Linked DNA regions of Gossypium hirsutum: region 2 is linked to region 1. Evidence: chromatin contacts called from public Hi-C data. All regions are on one chromosome and are shown on one strand. Each heading gives the region's core, a stretch centred on a gene start, on an enhancer-like site or on the middle of the called end of the contact. The rest is flanking DNA. Distances are from core to core; before and after follow the strand shown.

Evidence for each region. A called contact is a pair of places that touch in the nucleus more often than the background predicts.
Region 2: a contact with region 1 is called in a Hi-C map of hypocotyl, with 2.3 times the contacts expected there. The contact joins the promoter of LOC107888891 here to the promoter of LOC107897761 in region 1. A contact is called at or near these places in 3 of 34 Hi-C or Micro-C datasets (anther, hypocotyl and leaf).

Annotation. Positions count from the first base shown.
Region 1 is chrA09:53,996,400-54,000,337 of Gossypium_hirsutum_v2.1, forward strand. LOC107897761 (stem-specific protein TSJT1) reads left to right here and starts at 2,142. Exons shown (of 4, transcript XM_016823333.2): 1 at 2,142-2,633; 2 at 3,451-3,691; 3 at 3,757-3,877. The coding sequence starts at 2,431.
Region 2 is chrA09:54,208,905-54,212,842 of Gossypium_hirsutum_v2.1, forward strand. It overlaps LOC107888891 (putative ion channel POLLUX-like 2), which reads left to right and starts at 1,885. Exons shown (of 24, transcript XM_016813151.2): 1 at 1,885-2,153; 2 at 3,128-3,243; 3 at 3,626-3,729. The coding sequence starts at 2,065.

The DNA of each region.
Region 1 (3,938 bases), core at 892-3,391:
TTTGGATATTTAGTATTATTGTCAAAAAGTACTTTTGAGAAATAAAATGTCTATTTCAGACATGATATTATAAAGTAACAAATATGCATTTAAATAATGTTCAAATTAGTTAATATTATGATATTTTAACAAGAATATAAAAAATAATTTATTATAACTTATTTTTAATATTTTAATATATAATATTAATTTTAAATATTTTTAAGTAATTAATATTAATTATTTATTAAATTTAATTAGACATAGTATTTAATGTTTTTGGGAGAAGACAAAAATAAGGTTAAAAATGTAAATATCAACCAAAAGCATTTTTGGTTGAGAAAAAATTAAAAACTTCAACTTTTTCTTTATCTATCAAAGAGCATTTATTTTAAGTTGAAAATTTTTCTCAAATGATGTCTATTTGATAATAATTTTAAGGGAAAGGTACTTTTTAAGAAAAAAGTGCTTTTTATTGTGAAAGCTCGTTAAGAAGCTAAGTAGAACAGCCCTAAAGATGCCCTTTAGTGTGATTGACCCAACACTAACTTTGACTAACTCATCACTAGAACACTAGTACTAATTGACCCACCACTTCATCAAACACTATTAAATTAAACCTAAATTAAATATTAATTGACCGATTTTATGATTCCAAGCAGGGTGAGGTCAGATATTTTTGGGAGGTGAAAATTAAATAGTAATTTTTAATAGTTTATATATTTGTCATTTTTAAAAGATTAAATCAAATTTTTTATCATTTTTAGAAGGGGCTAAAATATAATTTTATCTTTATTAATTTAAAATTGTAAAATTTCTAAAGAGCCTAAATAAATAATTTTTTATTTTAAGGAGTTAGGCACTTGCCAACCCTTAACTACGCCCCTCATTCCAAGAATATGTCTAATCTGATTCATTATATTTAAATATATATATATTTGTAAATGATGGATTTTAATTAAAAATAAATTTAAAATACATGTCTAATTAAAAAAATTTACCAAAATTTTAATTTTTTATTACTAGAAATATTTAATAAATAAATTTAAAATAAAATATTACTATTACTTAAAGTAAAAAAAAATTGAAAACCCCTTCGAATAGCTAGTTTATAATTGAAAAAGAAATTACACAAAATTATTATATGTATCAATGATAATAAACATTTTATTTACTTTAATATCATATTTAATTAAATGGTACTTAAAATAATAAAAATCTATTTCAAAATTTTTAAATATTTTCAAACAAAAATATAGGGTTTTTTACCCCAATATTATAAAAAAATTATACACGAAAATAGGTTGTAAGCTAGATTAATTACGAAAATGATATACTTTTTGGGGTCGTGCTTACCTGACAGGCACAACTCATTATTTTATTATTATTTTTTTTTTGTTTTAAAAAATTATTATTATATTATCTTTAATATTTATATTAATATATGGATAAAAATACGGGTTTTACACTGATAAAAAATACCCGAAACGGGTCGAGCCTGTCAGGTAGGCACGACAAGTCGCGCCTGACAGGCAGGCACAACACCTTGCACATTTCCCTTTTCTTTCTTTGCATTTTACAAAAAATTAGTCTTATATCACTTTTGGTCCCTCTACTAGGCCTAAAATTAAAATTCAATTTTTATACTTGAATTTCTACAATAATATTTGGTCCTATTTTTTATAATTTTTTCAAATAATTAATATTGTTAATTATTCTGATAAAATTTTTGAAGTATAAAGATTGAATTTTAATTTTAGGCCTAGTAAAAGGACCAAAAGTGATATAAGACTAATTTTTTGTAAAATGCAAAGAAAGAAAAGGGAAATGTGCAGGGTGTTGTGCCTGCCTGTCAGGCGCGACTAGTCATGCCTACCTGACAAGCTCGACCCATTTCGGGTATTTTTTATCCGTATAAAATCCGTATTTTTATCTATATATTAATATAAATATTAAAAATAATATAATAATAATTTTTCAAAACAAAAAAATAATAATAAAATAATGAGTTGTGCCTGTCAGGTAGGCACAGCCTCAAAAAGTCTATCATTTTCGTAATTAATCTGTTTGACAACCTATTTTCGTGTATAAATTTTTTTTATAATATTTGGGTAAAAAACTCAAAAATATATTTAATGAAGTAAATTGTATTTATTAAAAATGAGACACATTTCGAAAAAATGTAAACCATTTATTTGTTTGCCAGAACTTTCTTTTGTTTTCTTTAGGGAGTTTGCCAGAACTTTCAGGTTTCATAATTTAATATAAAATAAAAATTAGACAAAGGACAGAAATGGAAATTAAAAGACTGCCTTAAGTTGACAAGTGTGTGTAAAAATTTCCCGATCTTTCGTATTGGCCACATCAACAGGGATATCAATCAATCAAAGAAAGATCAAACCAAATTACCATTTTTTGTTGTTTTGTTTCTCTGAAAGTATTGGAAAGAATATGTTAGCAGTTTTTGAGAAATCGATTGCCAAGAGCCCCGATGCTCTTAAAGTTTCTGGTGATTCTGAAGCAGCTTCAGCCCTCAACAATGGCTTCTTGGCTACCCATTTTGCCACTCTTCATCCTGGTTCAGTCACTGTCAATCTTGGTTCTTCTGGTTTCATGGCTTACTCTCTTGATAAACAAAACCCACTTCTGCCCAGGTTATGGTTTTCTCTTTTCCTTTTATCATTGATCAAGATTTCATTATTAGGTCTTTTTTTTTGGACTGATTTAATCCTGAATATTTCTGGGTTTCCCCCCTTGTTTATTGTTTCATTGGGTGCTGAAAATTTGTGGAAAGTTTGTCACTTTCCCCTTATTTTAACTGAGTTTTCCCCTTTTTTGTTTTTGTATGGCTCAAATTGGATACAAAGATTTTATGTTATTATTGGTTTCTTTGAAAATCTAAGTATTCTTGTTTGTTTGTCTTGATTCTTTGATCTTCTTCACGTTACTAGGTAGTCCCTTTTCAAAATTGCAATATAGTCCTTGGATTACAGAACTGATCAATTTAATCCGAGAATGTTTGATGTTGCTGAAAATAAATAAAATTGATCATAATATTAATGAAAATCCGTCTAAATTCTACGTGGATTCATGAAAGTTGACTAATAATACGTATTCTTTTTATAATAAAATTTAAGATGGATTTACAGTTGCCGATGGAGACTTTTAACTCAGTTGGCATTTCTTGTTATCCTACCTAATAGGAGGTTGATTTAAGGGTTGGTGGGGTTATAGGTCAACTGTGATCAATTTTTGTTCTCCGGGGTCATTGAAGGATCCTCTCCCCGTACTTAAATCCCACTATATTCAAATATTTGCCTAGTATGAGCAGTGAACATGAATATATTTCAAGAAAAATGAAGATTCTAACCAACAAAGATTTGTTTGAAAGCGATCCTTTTATCGGTGGATCTGCGATGCTATGGAGATTTGAAAACTGACATTTCAATGTTTTTGGTTTGATGTTTCCAGGCTCTTTGCAGTTGTGGATGACATTTTCTGCTTGTTTCAAGGCCACATTGAGAATGTTGCTGTTCTTAAGCAACAATATGGGTTGAACAAAACTGCAAATGAGGGTATCATTGTTATTGAAGCTTACAGGACGCTTCGAGACAGAGGTCCATACCCTCCTGACCAGGTTGTAAGAGATATCCAAGGGAAGTTTGCTTTCATTATCTACGATAGCTCTTCAAAAGCTACGTTTATAGCTGCGGTAAGTGAACCTAATGCAATGGATGTTATTGTTAGGTTTCGGTTTTTCACCTTTGTCTTCTGCAGGATGCTGATGGAAGTGTACCTTTCTTTTGGGGTACTGATGCTGAAGGCCATCTTGTCCTTGCAGATGACAGGGAGACTGTCAAGAAAGGCTGCGGGAAGTCTTTTGCTCCATTCCCGAAAGGTAAATCATGAAGAAACTAGCAAAAATTGAAACCGATTATGGGTTATGTTGTTAATATGAT
Region 2 (3,938 bases), core at 635-3,134, 210 kb after region 1:
TTAAGATTTCCCGAAATTCTCACAAACTCTCGCTTAATTTTGTTATTGTTATTCTAAACTATCTAGGGTTGCTAAGAAGCCTATTTATAGGCTGAAATTCATGTACAAATATGACTAAAACATCTCTAAAATAATTAGAGTTAGACTGGGAAAATATAACAAAGTTTAACTAGGAGAAAAAAACCCAATTAAGTGAGGATCATGTCATGACATGGTATTCTGTCTCTTCAGGACGCCTTTCATCGTGTCGTCGAGCGTGGTGAATCTTCTCATTATGATGTCTGTGTCATGTCGTCAGAACATCGACTCTTTCTCGTTCCGACATCAACCATATTTTATCTGAAATACAAGGTAAACTCTAAACAACTACAATTGTTTCCTATTTACCATTATTTATAATTTCTAAACTTATTGTTCCATTCCATTTAAATTATCTTTTAACTATTAAGTATTCAGAAAAACAAATACAATATATGCTATACAACGATCAAAAAATTAGTGTTGCTACTTACGTAGTCACAATGCCAGATGTCGAATGATAATTAAAAACTACGCATTTCTCGATAATATATTTTTTATATGTTTGTAATGAATTCAATTAAAACACTATCTTAAATTTCATGCAACATATTGCATAGTAACATAATAATTGATTTATCCCTAATTTATATTAATTTATATAATACATAATATTAAAGTAGAGTAGCTGCAAGTGTAACTTCTAATTCATCATAAGTTAACTTGACAATAATTTAATTGTAAAATTATTAAAATATCTTTATTTTAAAGGTAATTAATATTATAAAAATATTTTTATTTTTTATATTTTTATATAATTTTTAAACTATTAAATGTGGAATTAAATTATTAAAGCACAAATGAACTAAAACTAGGACAATAATCAAAATGTTACTGCATAAGCATTCTATGAACTGATTAACTGAACTAAAACTTATATATGACAACAACTTATGGTGGGATTTGAAATTCTAAACATTTAACTACATATGGTAGTTATCGAACCAAGGCACTTAAGACTAAGAGTCTCTACTTTCGCCAACTACGACAAGGCCTCATTGTTAATTAAAACTTTTGTTTTTTTTTAATATTATGTAATAATAGTTAAATTTCAGTTTTGATTTTTTTATTATTCTCAAGTTTGAGATTTAACCTTGATGCTTTAATTTTTTTACATAATTTGATACTTCAATTTTTATAATGTCATTAGTTTGTCTAATACTTTATTCTGATTAAAATATTAATATCAATTTTTAAAAATTATCAACACCATTAAAATTCTTTGTTAAATTCAAATAGATTATAAAGTCATTTTTTCTTTACATGATTACTAGTTGATTTTTTTTTATTTTAAAATGCCAACCAACATATTTAAGTGAAGAAATTTTAAAATGTCAACAATTAGACCTGAATTTTTAAATTAAACTAAATTCTTAAAAATAAAAGATGAAAATTAATTAAAATATATGAAAATATAAAATTTTTATTATACAATTTAGCCCAAAATATAATTATAAATACAAATATAATCCTACCAACTATAAAGTAGAGTCCATTTAATACAATGAACAACGGATGAAAAACTGAAAAATTGAACAAAAACTCACACAAAACATTGACTTAAAATGAAAAACAAACCTAATCATTACAATTAGGGACTCAAATCTAATCTGGGCCCAACCTTTTGTGAACAATTACGGACTCGAATCTAACCCGGGCCCAACCTTTTGTGAAGAATATGAATCTCACTGGGTATTTAGATACAATTATAGTGTATCTTATCTCAAATTCTACAACGTGGCTAATTAATAAGTAATGAGCACATGCTTATTGCCTCTAAGTACTGGTCCACTTTCACTTCCTTCCAAAATTTTTTTGGCTCTCATTTTTGTCTTAAAACTTCATATTTCATATTTCTAACTCCACTTTCTGTCCATATTTTTCTTATAACAAAAAGTTTATCTACATTTCAAGTTTTCTTTTTTCTAATAAATTTTAGTTTGTTTCTCTTTTCGGCCCTCTCACCAAGAAAAAAGTGAAGCAAAGATGATCCATCTTTGTCAGTTTCAAAGCCCTCAGCCATGGTGGTTGTCTCCAACAATTTCCAAGTTCACTCAACCATCCTCTTCTACTAGGTACTTTTGTATCTTTTTCTTTGCTCTGAACATGAGTTATTGAAGTTGGGTTTCATTGAATTTCTGGTAATAATGCATTACTGCTCGTCTTATGAACTTAAAACACTCCATTTTTTAAACCCTAAACTTACTTCAATTAGTTCATTCAATTGTCCTTAAGTAGGAAGTGGGCTGAATTTTAGTTCAATTGGTTTGTATCCAGTTATCCTCCCCAAACTTAGTTTAATTGATTCAGACAAACCCTATTTTTTTCTTTAATTCTTCAATGTTAATGGACTAATTCTCTATATAATTATGTATGCTGTTATAGGTTTGGTTTTTGTTGGGGGTGGTGGTGGCGTGCCTTTATGAGTTTTTGGTCTGCCAAGTTTGCTAACTCTCCGAAACATTGACATTATATATAACATGTTCTATGATGCTCAAACTCTTCAATTTTATGAATATATTTGACTGTTGTACGCTTTTACACCTTAAAGACTGCTCTAAGGGCACTCATTATCGAAACCCGAATAATAACATTACAGTTTTCTAAAGTACGTATATCACAGTAGCATGCATTATAGTTAAACCGAAGTACTCATGTCCTCCACATGGCCAGACACAAATATGGATATGACTCTCAAAGGACTCTTCAAATACATGGAAAACTTAGAAAATTAAATATACTTTTGTTGGACACATCCATACTCGGGACTACACACCAACCCAAGTAACATAGCAAGTTTTTTTACTGTTGCACTTTCTAAAAGCTACAAAATGGTTGACCAGTTCTTGTAGCATGGCTGTGCTGGTTCTGCAAGTAGTGGATTCGAGGTTAAAACCGTTCCATCATAGACAAAATTGGTTTTTCTTCCCTTGTCTTTTTGCCTGATCAATTGGATAATTATTTAGCTTATCCAACATAGCATGTGGTCTGAAGTTTTGCTCTTTCTTTTTCAGTTTATGTAGTTGCCTTTTCTTTTTTCTTTTTGTAGAACACACGGGATTAGAGGCTCGAAGAATATGATATTTTTCCGGAAATCAGTACTATGCAGTTTTTGGTTGAACAATTCTTCATCTAACAATGTGCATAAATTTGTAAACGGTAGAGGTGAGTCCAAGCCATCTGCATCAAGAGTTTGTCAAACTGATGGTTGTGCTTGGTCTTTATCTTTTGATGTTAACTGTGGAACTTTTATTGTTCTAATCACCCTTTGTTGAAGATCTATCACATAGGTGAATCATTAAATTTGGAATTTCGGATTTTTATGTCAAAGGAGTATGCATAACATTTGTGGTCGGTTGGTAATTGTGCAAGCTAATCCTAGCTTGTTAGTGTTCGATAAGCTTATGTTTTACAGGCTCATAATTACACTTCTAGTTGTGTTTTCTAGTTTACATTTATGCCTATTTGCCTCACGTTTTGTTCCTTCGGAAAGTTAAAAGATCATTTTTCGCTTTCCGTAAGAATCATGATAGCTTTTCTCTTACAGGAAAATGGGAAGTTACTTGTAGAAAAGAAACATATAATTCAGAGTGCAGTTCAAATAACTCGAATGTCAAATTCTTTAGGATGGACTTACTGGATGGTTCTCAAGTAAGGATTAAATCTCGGATTCTAAAAGTGTTTATATGAATATGCTTTCTTGATGTTGTAAATAGATGTGTTCTATCAATTTGTTGCAATGACTTAGAGTTATTATATATTTTTCTTTTCCATTCTTTGAATATCTTCTGTATTAATAGATAGTTTTCATTATGAACGTTGCATGCATCTACCAGTGGATTGTTTGTTTTCTGAACGTT